Regions from separate parts of the Hordeum vulgare genome. Here region 2 is linked to region 1. A link is a contact called in public Hi-C data. All regions are on one chromosome and are shown on one strand. The core of a region is the stretch at or near the end of the contact, and the rest is flanking DNA. Distances in the headings are between cores, read along the strand shown. Region 1 holds the start of LOC123446516. Region 2 holds the start of LOC123448745 (NAC domain-containing protein 92-like).

What was found. A called contact is a pair of places that touch in the nucleus more often than the background predicts.
Region 2: a contact with region 1 is called in a Hi-C map of seedling, with 5 times the contacts expected there. The contact joins the promoter of LOC123448745 here to the promoter of LOC123446516 in region 1. A contact is called at or near these places in 2 of 6 Hi-C or Micro-C datasets (leaf and seedling).

What each region holds. Positions count from the first base shown.
Region 1 is chr4H:403,890,172-403,896,623 of MorexV3_pseudomolecules_assembly, reverse strand. It overlaps LOC123446516, which reads right to left and starts at 2,437. Exons shown (of 1, transcript XM_045123090.1): 1 at 1,426-2,437. The coding sequence starts at 2,236. The coding sequence ends at 1,520.
Region 2 is chr4H:404,788,678-404,795,129 of MorexV3_pseudomolecules_assembly, reverse strand. LOC123448745 (NAC domain-containing protein 92-like) reads right to left here and starts at 3,340. Exons shown (of 3, transcript XM_045125738.1): 1 at 3,014-3,340; 2 at 2,636-2,913; 3 at 1,509-2,548. The coding sequence starts at 3,218. The coding sequence ends at 1,991.

The sequences.
Region 1 (6,452 bases), core at 1,188-3,687:
TTTCTGAATCAACTAAAGTAGGAACTGCGGGTTGATTTGACAAAAACAGGAGGAGTTTTTTATAAAAACGTCATGGCGTACGACAAAAGCATTAGCTGATTTATTATTAGGGAGAGATTGAGAAAAGGTGCCTGCTACAAATTTACCGAATAGAGATCATCCGTCTAGCGTGCCATCCGGTTTCAAATTCATACTCGTCCGATCTCCCAAACAACATCTCGTCCTTTCTCACGTCCAAGCTCTTCATTGTAGCACACAACGTCCTAACCACCAATTGCTAGTACAAAACAAAAATGTCCCTGACCTCTTCCCTTCCCGCACCGGCATCTTCGCCACGGCGTTGATTGTAGCATCAACACTTTCTCCGGCGACTCTCCCGGCTTCCTGCATCGCAATACTTCGCTGCTGCTGCCACTGATGCTCCATGGGCGACCAGTTCGTGGCAGGCTACTTGTAGCAAGGGTGCTCTCTCCGTCAAGCTACGACGCAACACTCCATGGCAGCGCCGACGGCCACTTGAATCTCACTGGCAGTACAGAGCGACGCGGCAAGGCTTCATCGTAGCACCGACGAACTCCCCAACAATGATTCATTGTAGCTCCATGGCAGCATGACACGACGCGACAAAGCTTCAATGTAGCGCCGACGAGCTCCCGACGATGCTTCATTAGTTGTAGCTCCATGGTGACAACGCGTGGCGTGCCAAAGCTCCATTGTAGCACCAATGCCCCCCCCCCCCCCCCCCCCCGGTGATGCTCCATTGCAGCTCCATGGTGGCACCGCGTGATGAGGCAAAACTCCATCGCGACGACGACGATTTGTAGCAGCGCGAGTGTGCCTTGAGATGTCGCGCCGGTGTGATTGAGGCTGCAGAGGAGAGAAGTGAGTGAACACTAGCGGGGTGCTCTTGCAGCAGCGTGCGGCGAGTGGCGGCTCTAGTCTTTGTCGGCCAGGCTGCAGGAGAGAGGCGAGAGAAAAGAAACGGGATATGCGAGGAGAAGAGGTAGGAGATCAGGAAGGGAAGTGAATGAGTGGCTCTCCTTGACTGGCTGAAGATAAGGGAGAACGTGATCTAGTAAAGAAAAAAAGGATAAAGGAGAATATGATAGACGATGGCCTGATGAACGTGTGGTCCTTGGGTGATGCGGGTGATTTTTCTAGAAAATCGGTCGGATGTTTTTACTTTTTTCTTGAAAGAAAGATTGTTTGTAAGATGCTCGCGGACGTAATATAATGCTTGTCAAGGGGTTAGTGGGATGTGAGGCAAGACTACAAGTCTTTCTTTAGGTTTTGTTCGGTTGTAATGGATTTGAAGAGGATTAGAATGGATTGGGAGGACTAAATCCTCTGTAAGTCAAAATCCACCTTAACTCCTTTGTGGTGGGGATTAACCGAACAAGCCCTTAGGAGTAGGGATTACGAGACTTTTTTTTTTCAAAGAACACGGAGTAAACTGTAGAATTAAGGGTTTTGTTTACAAACTTACAACACGATGTGGCAACGAGTTACACTACACTAGTTAAGCAGCCGACATGGAAACTGGTCCCACGTCCTGGTCAGTGTTTCCGCCGTCCACACCCCCGGCGGCAGAGGAGAATAAGTCCTTGCACAGATCGCCATAGAACCGGCAGACCAGATCGACGAACACCGGCGACTTGAGCCGCTCCCAGCATTGTAGGAGTTCCTCCACGTCCTGCAGGTCCCGCGCTTTGCCTTCCTCCGTCAAAATCTCCATCAGGAAGCTCTCGAAACTCCGGCATGCCTCCTCTTTCTCCTCTCCAATTCGCGTGGTCGTCCTCGACCGCAGCCGCGCCACCATCTTCACATAAGCAGGCGTCTCTGGCGACGGCACCGGCACCTCTGGGACCGCCGCAGCAACTACACTGCGCGCGGTAGGGCTCTCTGTCGAGATTGCCGCCGTGGAAGACGGGGGGATTAACGGCCAGAACACCGCGCGGACCGACCGGAAGCTCCGGCCCGCACGGCGACGGTGGCGGGGACTCATCTTGGCAGTGGACTTGCGGAGATTGCGGAACCGGAAAGCCCTGATAGAGAGGGCGGCGGAGGCCGGGATGCGGAAGAGCCGCGCAAGGGCTCGCTTGCATGGCGTCAGAAGATTGCGCGTCATGCAGGAGAGACGATGAGACGATCGAGACGAGGTTGTCATCGTGGGGAACGCCGCGGAGTTTACAGGGTCTGATTTGGTTTCTTGGGTTACCTTGTGCTGCCACAGCATGTAGAATCAAACATTATGGAAGCCATTTCATAAGAGGTTGCTCGATCGTTGCATGGTTGTGGCATACACGTATGTTCAGTATTTAGTGGGGTGGCAGTACTATGATCGTGCGTCGCACAAAGCATAGGTAAGGTCCTAGGGCGTAGACACTCAAACCGCCAGCAACCGTTGTGTACAAGAAATAGAGGCGGATTTATGAAATTGTTGATATTTATTGTTTGAGTTTCGTGGATATATATATATATATATATATATATATATATATATATATATATATATATATATATATATATATATATATATATATATATAGAGAGAGAGAGAGAGAGAGAGAGACTCTATTCATCACCCAGGGTGCAGAGTAGGTTATTCTTCACCCTAGGTAATCTTACGAGCTTTTCATAAATAAATTACATTTAAAATAAATAGTTACATTCATATTGAACCACTATGTAAAATTTGGCATAAATTTTTTAAAAATATAGCCTATAAGACAAGAAAATATGCATTTTATGTATCTTTTATACTATGTTTTTACGTTTGTAATTTTATGTAACAAAAATATTTTTTACGATGATTATATATTTTCTTACGGTCTGTTTTTATGTATGGAATAAGAAAAAAAAATTACGGAACGTAAAATTACGATGCGTTGATGTTAAACTGGAGGGGGTGAAAAATAACTATTCCTCACCCAGCATGACGAATAACGCGGCCCTATATATATATATATATATATATATATATATATATATATATAGCAAGTCATATTCATTAGTACATGACATTCAATTAATATATATATATATAGCAAGTCATATTCATTAGTACATGACATTCAATTAACAAAATAATGACCTTCCATTTTTTATTTGCATGTACTAGTAGTATATTAAATGGTTAATAATTGTTTTCAGAGACAAACATGCTATGAACATTCGTACTTGGATACATACATATGTACATGTACCCAATATATCCACATAGACCGTGATACTAGTTAGTGGGTATATTTACATCTTTACATATTAATAAAGCACCTATTGCTTTTGTGGTACATCATGAAAATTGTCCCTGAACTTTGCATAAATTACCCACCATGCCACTGGTAAGTAATAAAAATCGTTTCACAAAGCGAAAAATCTCTAACTAGCCCGGCCCATGTAAAAACCTCCTATATTACGCTCTGCATCCTGGGAGAATATCCAACACACCGTATGGGCCGGCCCATGCGTTTCAAAAATGTTTGTGAATTTAAAGTAAAATCCTCCAACATCAAAAATTATGTTTGTCTTTTCTAGAATTGGTCGCCAATTCAAAATAAAATATTTAAACCCATTTGAAATATAAAAAATATTCATGATTTTTAGTAAATGTTTGTAAATTGTAAAAAATGTTCTCATATTTGTAAAATTGTTCATGAAAGATCTAATGTGTGTAGTTAAACATTAATGCTTCTAAGTATTTGTGAAAATATATCCGTTTGATTTTTGAAGAATTAACTGTTGGATGGATCGGATTATTATTGTATGTTTTCTAAAAACAAATGTTGAAATTAAGAATAATTCTTTGAGTTACCAAGATTTTTGACAACCATGATTTTTTTTTTTGAAAATGTAAAGATTGCTTCAACTTGTGAATAAATTGAAAAGAAGAAACATTTTCTTGCATTTGTGCACAAAATTTTAAAATCAACCGATGATGTGTGAACATAATGTGGTCATCATCATTGAAGATTATGTTTTTTCTCCCGTTGCAACCCATGGGCCATTTTCCTAGTTATACGAAATATGTACATGTCGAAGTTATACCAAATGAAAATGTAAACATAAATGTCATACTTTTAATATCTACGTGTTGGTGTTGTACCAAAATGAAAATATGCATACCTTGATGTGAATATACACATGAATATATACATACCTTGATGTGAATATACAAATGAATATGTACATGTTGGTGATATACCTAATAAAAATATACATATAAATATAAATACCACGATGTGAATTTTATTTGTATATATACCTATAAATGTCACGTCTTTTATGTATGTACCCGAGATATCACGTGTACATTTTCTTATACTGTGATACCAATTAGTGGGTATTATACCTAATATACACATGTATGTATCTGACTAGGTCAAAAAGGATACGAAAATATTGTAGGTATCTCATCAACATATACAAAGTAAAGTATGACTACATATATCTGTCTACGTGAAATATGGCATCCATAGATATATGATAACCAAAGTCATAAAATGGTTGGAAAAGAAAATACTAACTTAATTTGAAATAATTAATAAAAAGTTGTATGTATCAACCCAACGCGTATGCACACATATGAAAAAATGTACATATACCCAACGTCATGGACGTTGAAGACACAATAATGAGACCTTAATTACTAGTTTTCTCTCTCCAATTCTTATTACTAACGTCTCTTAATAAGGAAGGTAGCATGCATGTCATTATTTTCTTATCTCAAAAAAGTTACCATGCATGGCGTGATTATTTTCAAATCTGTAATCTATGATGGTTAACCCATAATGTAATCGAACGGTGAAAAGGCAAGGAGCATGGGCTCCTAGGTGCCCCAAACGGTCGTCCTATATATTAATTAATTAATATAGTATCTATAATTTTTTATGGTTCCATGCTATTATTTTGTCAAACTTTGGATGTTTTGTATGCCTTTTATATCTTTTTTGGGACTAACTTATTAACTCAGTGCCAAGTGCGAGTTCATGTTTTCATCGTGTTTTTGACCCTTTTCACAAGAGGATTTTAAACGGTGTCCAAATAGAATAAAACTTCCGAAAAGATTTTTTCCGGAACAGAAGATACGCACGAGACTTGAGAACCAAGGCAGGGACCACCAGGGGACCCCACAAGCCCCCTAGGCGCGGCCATGGGGGCCCGCGCCTAGCAGGCTTGTGGGCGCCCTGTGGCTAGTCTGCCCTACCTCTTCCGCCTATACATTCAGAAAAAATCCAAAACTGCGAGAGAGATCCACGAAAATACTTTTCCGCCGCCGCAAGCTTCTGTCTCCGCAAGATCCCATCTGGGGCACGTTCTGGTGCCCTGTCGGAGGGGGGATTCGGATACGGAGGGCTTCTTCATCAACACCATGACCTCTCCGATGATGTGTGAGTAGTTCACCATAGACCTTGGGGTCCATAGCTAGTAGCTAGATGGCTTCTTCTCTCTCTTGGATCTTCAATACAAAGTTCTCCAAGATCTTCATGGAGATCTATCCGATGTAATCTTCTTTGCGGTGTGTTTGTCGAGATCCGATGAATTGTGGATTTATGATCACATTATCTATGAATCTTACTTGAGTTTCTTCTGATCTCTTATATGCATGATTTCATATCCTTGTAATTCTCTTCGAGTTGTGGGTTTTGTTTGGCCAACTTGATCTATGATTCTTGCAATGGGAGAAGTGCTTGGTTTTGGGTTCATACCGTGCGGTGACCTCTCCCAGTGACAGAAGGGGCAGCGAGGCACGCATCGTGTTGTTGCCATTAAGGGTAAAAAGATAGGGTTTTCATCATTGGTTTGAGTTTATCCCTCTACGTCATGTCATCTTTCTTAAGGCGTTACTCTGTTCGTCATGAACTCAATACACTAGATGCATGCTAGATAGCGGTCGATGTGTGGAGTAATAGTAGTAGATGAAGAAAGTATCGGTCTACTTGTCTCGAACCTGATGCCTATATGTATGATCATTGCCTTAGATATCGTCATGACTTTGCGCGGTTCTATCAATTGCTCGACAGTAATTTGTTCACCCACCGTATTATTTGCTATTTTGAGAGAAGCCTCTAGTGAACACTATGCCCCTCGGGTCTACTTCACACCATATTTTCAGCCTTACACTTTTACTTCGTTGCACTTTCCGCCTTCAGATCTCACTTTGCAATCAATCTTGAAGGGATTGACAAACCTTTTATAGCGTTGGGTGCAAGCTCTTTTGTCATTGAAGGGATTCTCCTACTGGATTGATACCTTGGTTCTCAAACTGAGGGAAATACTTTGTGCTCCTGTACTGCATCACCCTTTCCTCTTCAAGGGAAAAACCTACGCAAGCTCAAGAGGCAGCAATGTCATCCTCCATGGGTTGTATGGGATCTTCCTCTTGATGCAAGCTCATGGAAATATACCTAACCCCACAAAGAACACTCACAAATATCAATGGTTAGTAAACA
Region 2 (6,452 bases), core at 2,091-4,590, 900 kb before region 1:
CAGAACGCCGTTGGATTTGTCCAGCACTCGTGCTCCGAGCCGATCATGCACCCATCCATGATCCATCCATCTGCCCCAGCGACGGATTGGATGGGGAGTAGTCTTGGTGGCCTATGGTTCTTGGTAGTTAGTGGTCACGTCCCGAAACGATCCCTGATATCTAATCTGATGCAGAAACAAATGCTTATTATGGATGCTTCCGTGATAAGAAAACATGGAAACGAAGAGGCCCCACGTCAACCGCCACTGGCTGGGTCTTGTCTAATCACCGGATAAAATGGGCTACAAAACCCGTGCCCTAATCAACAGACTGAAAGCAACCTGCATCTGGACATCCACATCGGATTAATTAACCAAATCCCTGGGGAAACGAAATAATAAGATAATTGAGAATCCTTAGGGGCAACATGGGTGATGCACCCTACCCTTCCTGACCATCTCCCTGTGATCATTGACGGGGAGTTAAACAAGTGTTGGCTAAGCTGTCCATGGCCAATAGCTAGGGGGCACGCACAAGGAGATACAAGGAGAAAAGGTGTAGGTGACTGCCACTGCTGGTGGAGCCTAAAGTTCTGACGTCACTGCGCCTCAGCGATTTGGACAGCTAATGATCCAATCCGACTTCCCAGAGCCCGAGGACCCACCCAGGATATGCGACTAGTTTTCATGTGTCTTGCTTGGCCTTTCCCTTTTTTTTAAGGAGCAACCGAGAATTTGAATATTTCCATGTGTCGCAGCAGTACAACTAATGAATTGACGGATGATTCTTTCGCAAAAGAAAGAAAAAAAAATGGATGGAAGATTCCTGCTGATCCTTTTCGTTGCCGCGCCGTCTCGGCCGGGTTTTGATGCACGAAGCGAGCGCGTGCCAACAGCGAATGGATCGCCGCGAAACTCGCCACGGCTTGCGTCCCGGCGCGCCTTACCTGCGTCTGTGTGTGCTGTGCGCGCACGCAAAATCGGGCCCGTCCCGCTCGTCGCCGTCGGCCGCCGTGCGTGTGTGTGAGCGACAAGCTTTCGCCCTCACCCTCACCCTCACCCCCGCGTCGAGCTACGGTTGGTTCGTAGGTTGGTTGTTAGGATCAACGGATGTGCTCGTTTCCTTCCCTTTTTTTTTTGTCCCTTCCTCGGCCGTTGCTCGCCCGCGAGTGTTTTCCGAAACAAGATAAGGCTGGAGCTTGTACGACGCCTATAGTACGTACGTATATGTGTCGAGTTCACCAACTAACTGGACGACGTGGTCCGGGAATAATTGGACGATCGAAACAAGAGCGAACCCATCGCCCGCGGCCGCGGTGGCCCCCTCCGTCGGCCCAAAACCATGATCCATCTCATCTCTCCTCTCCTCTTGCTAGATTTCGGAAGGCGTCCATGAGCAGTAGCAGCACAGCTGGTAGTGCCTCTCGCCACGTCGAGTTACGCCCACAAAGGCGTAACCGAGCGATCAATTAGCAAGTGTAAAGCGGTAGCACAAAGAGAAGACAAGCATCGATTCACATAGTGACATGTCAAACTCAAGCAACAGCAATTAATGGCGGTACATGTACATACAAAGCTAGCGCTAGCTGTCTGGCCGGCTCATCCACAGCGCCCAAATTAATCAATTCATAAATGGATCTCAAGTCCTCCCCCTAATCTACACCCATTAATTGTATAACCATCATGATTGTTACTGCTACTCCCCATAATCACAATCAGAGTAGTAGTGATATGTACACACAGATCAAGATATGAACCTAGGACTAGTTAATTTAATTTAATTAATCAACATAATTAAGGAGGCCTAGCTAATCCCTGGAGGTCCGTCTGGATGGATAATCACCTGATCCAACCCGAGATTGAGAATCCTCCGGAAAGAAGATGATGCATCAGCAAACCACTAACACGAGCATCACACACCAAGTCAAGTAATCCAATCGAGTAATTAATCAAGGAGAGCCAGAGCCAGAGCCAATCGTGTGGCACGCAGCTCCGATCGATCCGGGCGTCATCAGTACTTCCAAATGTCGGCGAGGTTGAGGGCGGGGTACTCGTCAAGGTGGTCAAGGAAGTCTTGATTGTGGGACGACGGTGTGGGCGCCGACGAGATCTCGGCGCAACCGGCGGCGTTGGGGTCGGTGCTGAGCCCGGTGTCGCGGGACGGGCTGAGCGCAGACGTCTGCCCCGAGACCTGCTCCGCCTTGCAGTACCTCCGGATCGCCGGCGACAGGTCGCCGGAATTAGCGGCCGGCAGGGAGAAGTACGGGCTCGAGTACATCATGTGCGGCGGCATGTGCTGTTCCATCTTAACCTCGAGTCCGGATCCGGAACGGCCACCGGTGGCGTAGGCAGAGTTGGAGTTGAAATCGATGACTTGGTCGACGTCGCCGCCCAAGGGAGGGTCCATGAGGGGCGGCAGCTCCCCGGCGTCAAGGAAGTGGTCACTGATGAAGCCGAACGAGCTGACTCGCTCGATCCCGGCGTCCGGCGCCGCTGCCATTGCCGTTGCCATAGCCCCGTTGGTGGCCGTGAGCTCTTTGTTGAACACCTTGGACACGGCCCACTCGTCCTGCACGCCAATTAGTCAAGTATTTAGCAAATCAAGCAGAGAAATTAAAGGAGGGATGAAATAGGATCGAGAGCTAAACCAACCAACCTTGGCGGAGCGCGGGAGCGGGTGGGGGAGCCTGCCCTCGAGGCGGAACTCGTGCATGACCCAGCCGGTCTTCTCGCCGCGGGGTGCACGGCCTAGGTAGAAGACGAGCGTCTTCTTCATTCCGACGAGGATGCCCCTCCCCCGGAAGATCTCCTTGTCCTTGCCGGTGGCCTTCCAGTAGCCGCTCATGGTGGCGCGGTTGGTCCTCGTCCCCGTCGGGTACTTGCGGTCTTTATGGCAAAAGAAGTACCACTCCTTCTCGCCCATCTTGGCCTTGCCTGTCCGGCCGGTGGAAACACGCAAACTAAGTAAGCTTAAGGCACGGCCCGTCGGGCTCGGATGATCAGATCAGAGGAGCAGCTTAATTTGGACGTGTACCTGGGAGATGCCATGGCTCGCACTTGTTGAGGTCGACCTCGCCGATGACGCCGGAGCAGAAGCGGTGGTCGAGAGCCTTGGGGGTGAGGTAGTGCGAGATGATCTCCTCGTCCGTGGGGTGGAACCGGAACCCCGGCGGCAGGTCCAGCCCCGCCGCCGCGTCCTCCACCTCCGTCGCCTGGTTTATCACCGAAACCTCAGACATCTCCAAGCCGGGCGCCGAAGCAAGCTAGCTAGCTAGAGCTAGAAGAAGAGGAAATGGAGGCCGAGAGAAAGAGAGAGAGGCGTGTGTGAAAGAGAGAGGGAGAGGCGGGTTTAGGAACAAGGGAGAGAGACTGGGGGGAGGAACCGAGGGCCGGCTTATATAAGGCTCCACGCGGTCACGCGCAGCGAGAGAGAGAGAGAGAGCCGTGCGGCTTGCGGGCCAAGACCCCTCCCGTCCTTCACTTCTTACCGCGCGCACCGCAGCTGTGGCCCTTATCTTAAGCAACTCTAGTAATTACTTGTCCTCATCTTAATGGCTCTTGATTCATCCTCTCTTCTTTCCTAGGCCCCAACACCAACTCTCTCACATTCAGAGTATCTTCTCCTCCTCCACCACCACCGGCCGGTGTCCTGTCCTGTGGAATGAATATTCACGTTAGATCACGGCTAACGCGGCAACAATGCGTTGGAACGAACCTGACTCCTTCTTATTTACTTACTGTATATGTTTTCTCTAATATGCCTCATGCACCGAGATGGTGGGAGTACCTTACTTTAAATATAAACCCACACTAGTAGTAGTACTCATGGCAGTTCATACATAAACCTGACTTCTTATTTACTCATGGACTGTCATTAAGATGGAGTACTAGTAATGACAGTTCATACATATACACATTGGATTTAATGTTAGTTTGATTAACTCTGACTTTGCAAACCGGCACATCCCCACCGCACATGCAACCAGAAGAATTCAACCCATCCGCACTGGCCGGAACGCAAGAAACATAGAGAAGTACTAGTGAGTAACATCCAGTTTCTTTTCCATAAATAAAAAGGATGACTAGAAGTTGATATGGCAGCTATTTGTAACCCCCGCGGAATCCACACATGGAGTTCATGTCAGATTGATATCCATCCGTGGTTGTCCCGTTCCCTTCTGCTTTCTCATCCGCATCTTTTTAGTTGCAGACTTTCTTGGGTTGTTTGTTTACGGGAGCGACGTGCCATCGAGACAGCCCGCGACCACCACAATTTTCTGCAGCGCCTTTCCCTTTCCCAAGTGGAGAGGACACGCTCGGTGCCATCATCGAGGAGCGCTCCCAAAGTTTTCAACCTTTCACTCATCGAGTATACATCCCCCGCTTTAAAAGGAAGGCGAAATGGTGACGCGCTCCGCTCCTGTTATGGCCTTGTTTCTTCCACATCCTGATACAGAGACGTGGTGTTTTTTTATTTCGCTGCACCACCAAACTGGCCTGCAGGGCAGTGATACCCAGTGCGGCCACGGTGGTTTCTTTCTTTCTTTTTCATTATTGAATCGAAAACCGTAGAACTGTTGATGAGGAGTGTATTGTTGATAAGGAGTGTACTGTTGATAAGCTGGAGAGTATGAATCATTTAACTTCTTTTAGGAGAAGGTTATCTCCAGTTATGCTCCAGAAATGGAATGAAATGAAGCAATATGTGTTGGATAAAATTTGTGCAGATAAAGATGATGAGGTTTACTGGAAGTTAGATAATTTCAGGAAATATTCCACTAAATCTATGTATAGATGGTTAGAGAGAAACCTTGCGGGGACCCATTATAAGTGAATTTGGGGGACTAAGATTCCTTTGAAGATCCAAATCTTCCTCTGGCACTCATTTCAAAGCTCCATTCTTACTAGAGATAATATGAGAAAACGCCAGTGGCAGGGGGGCCCTAAATGTTCTTTCTGTGATGAACTTGAATCGGCGCAGCATCTGTTCTTTGGGTGCTCGGTGGCCAAGATTGTTTGGAGAACGATTGGTGTTGTTTTTGGTACCAATTATATTCCGAAAACGATTTGGCAGGTTTACTCTTGGTTATATGCTTTTTTGCCGGGCTTATGCGAGATTTATATTGTTGGCTTAGCTGCATTTTGCTGGTCTATTTGGTTGGCTCGGAATCGGGCTACTTTTGAAAAAAAGTGGATTAAAACTCCTTTTGAAATTGCTTTCACAACGTGTGCGTTTATTGAATACTGGGCAGGTACGCAAAAGCCGGCGATGGCGGAGACTGTCAAGAAGGGGGCTTAGTTGTTGAAAGAGAGCGCATCCCAAATGCTGCTGCTATGTGGACCACCAAGGCCAGAATCGAACGAACAGGCTGATAAGGAAGAAGCGTGGGAGGAGTGGTAAGTGCAGGAAGAAGGTGTTCGATCCCCTTGGCGATGAACCTTGCTAGTTGCAGTGCAGATAGCTTGGTACCACGGTGGTGATTAGATCTCTGTCAGTTTTGTGAAACTTTCGTTTTATCTTGTGCTCTTTTGTGAGCCTGGTCCGGTTATGGTTGTTGGGACTCCTCGTAGCGGTGCTCATCCATGGTAGTGTAACTTTTGATCTTTTTGCGTAGTTTCGGATGATATCAGGTTTTCGCCCCGCAGTTTGTGTTCCTGATGACAGGCATGAACGGTGGGTTTCCTGATATTGTCCCGAACTCGCTTTTTTCCCTTTCCCTCTCTTTCTGGTTCTGGTTTCAAAAACATTGTATTTCCGTTATGAAAGTAATGGAAAGGGGAGAAAGCCCGGTTCGAAAAAAAACACGTAGAACAGTTGCTCTAGGATAAATTTCATTAATAAAAGAAACTATCCATAGACACCCAAACAGTAAAATAGCAAAAACCATCCAACTCCACTTATAGAAAAATCCACGGGAAAAAATTAAATTAGATATGAGTCAATCCACTCTATATAGCGTTGCTGATGCTTAAACTTGAACCCGGACTTGATCATCTGAAGATCATTTTCGAGCAAAAAAAAAACAAGCCTCGTAAGGAATGGTTATGAGCCTTACATACTTTGGAGTTCCCCTGTATCCAAATGTGCCAACCATCCGTGATGATGATATTCATAAAGACACAAGGTTGATCAAGATTAAGACAAAGAGTAAATCAAGTTGATCAACGAACAAAGCGTACATGATGTATCGAGAGGGATCAAGTGATCCCATGGTGTGTTTCCATGGGCTTGCGTCAAGAGGAAGACCTCATACAACCCATGGAGGATGACGTCAAGTGGTGATCGTTATCAAGATTGCGCTGTGCAAGTTCAAGTGGGGCATCACAAAGATATCATGCTTGGAGCTTGCTGTCCATTATGGTGGCAATGGACTTGTGAAAATGTGCTGGAGAGTGGCTCACCCATAGTGGAGTATGGGGGAGAAATTTACTAGTCTTCATCAAGCCAACGCAATCAAGAAAGGTGGTCTGTC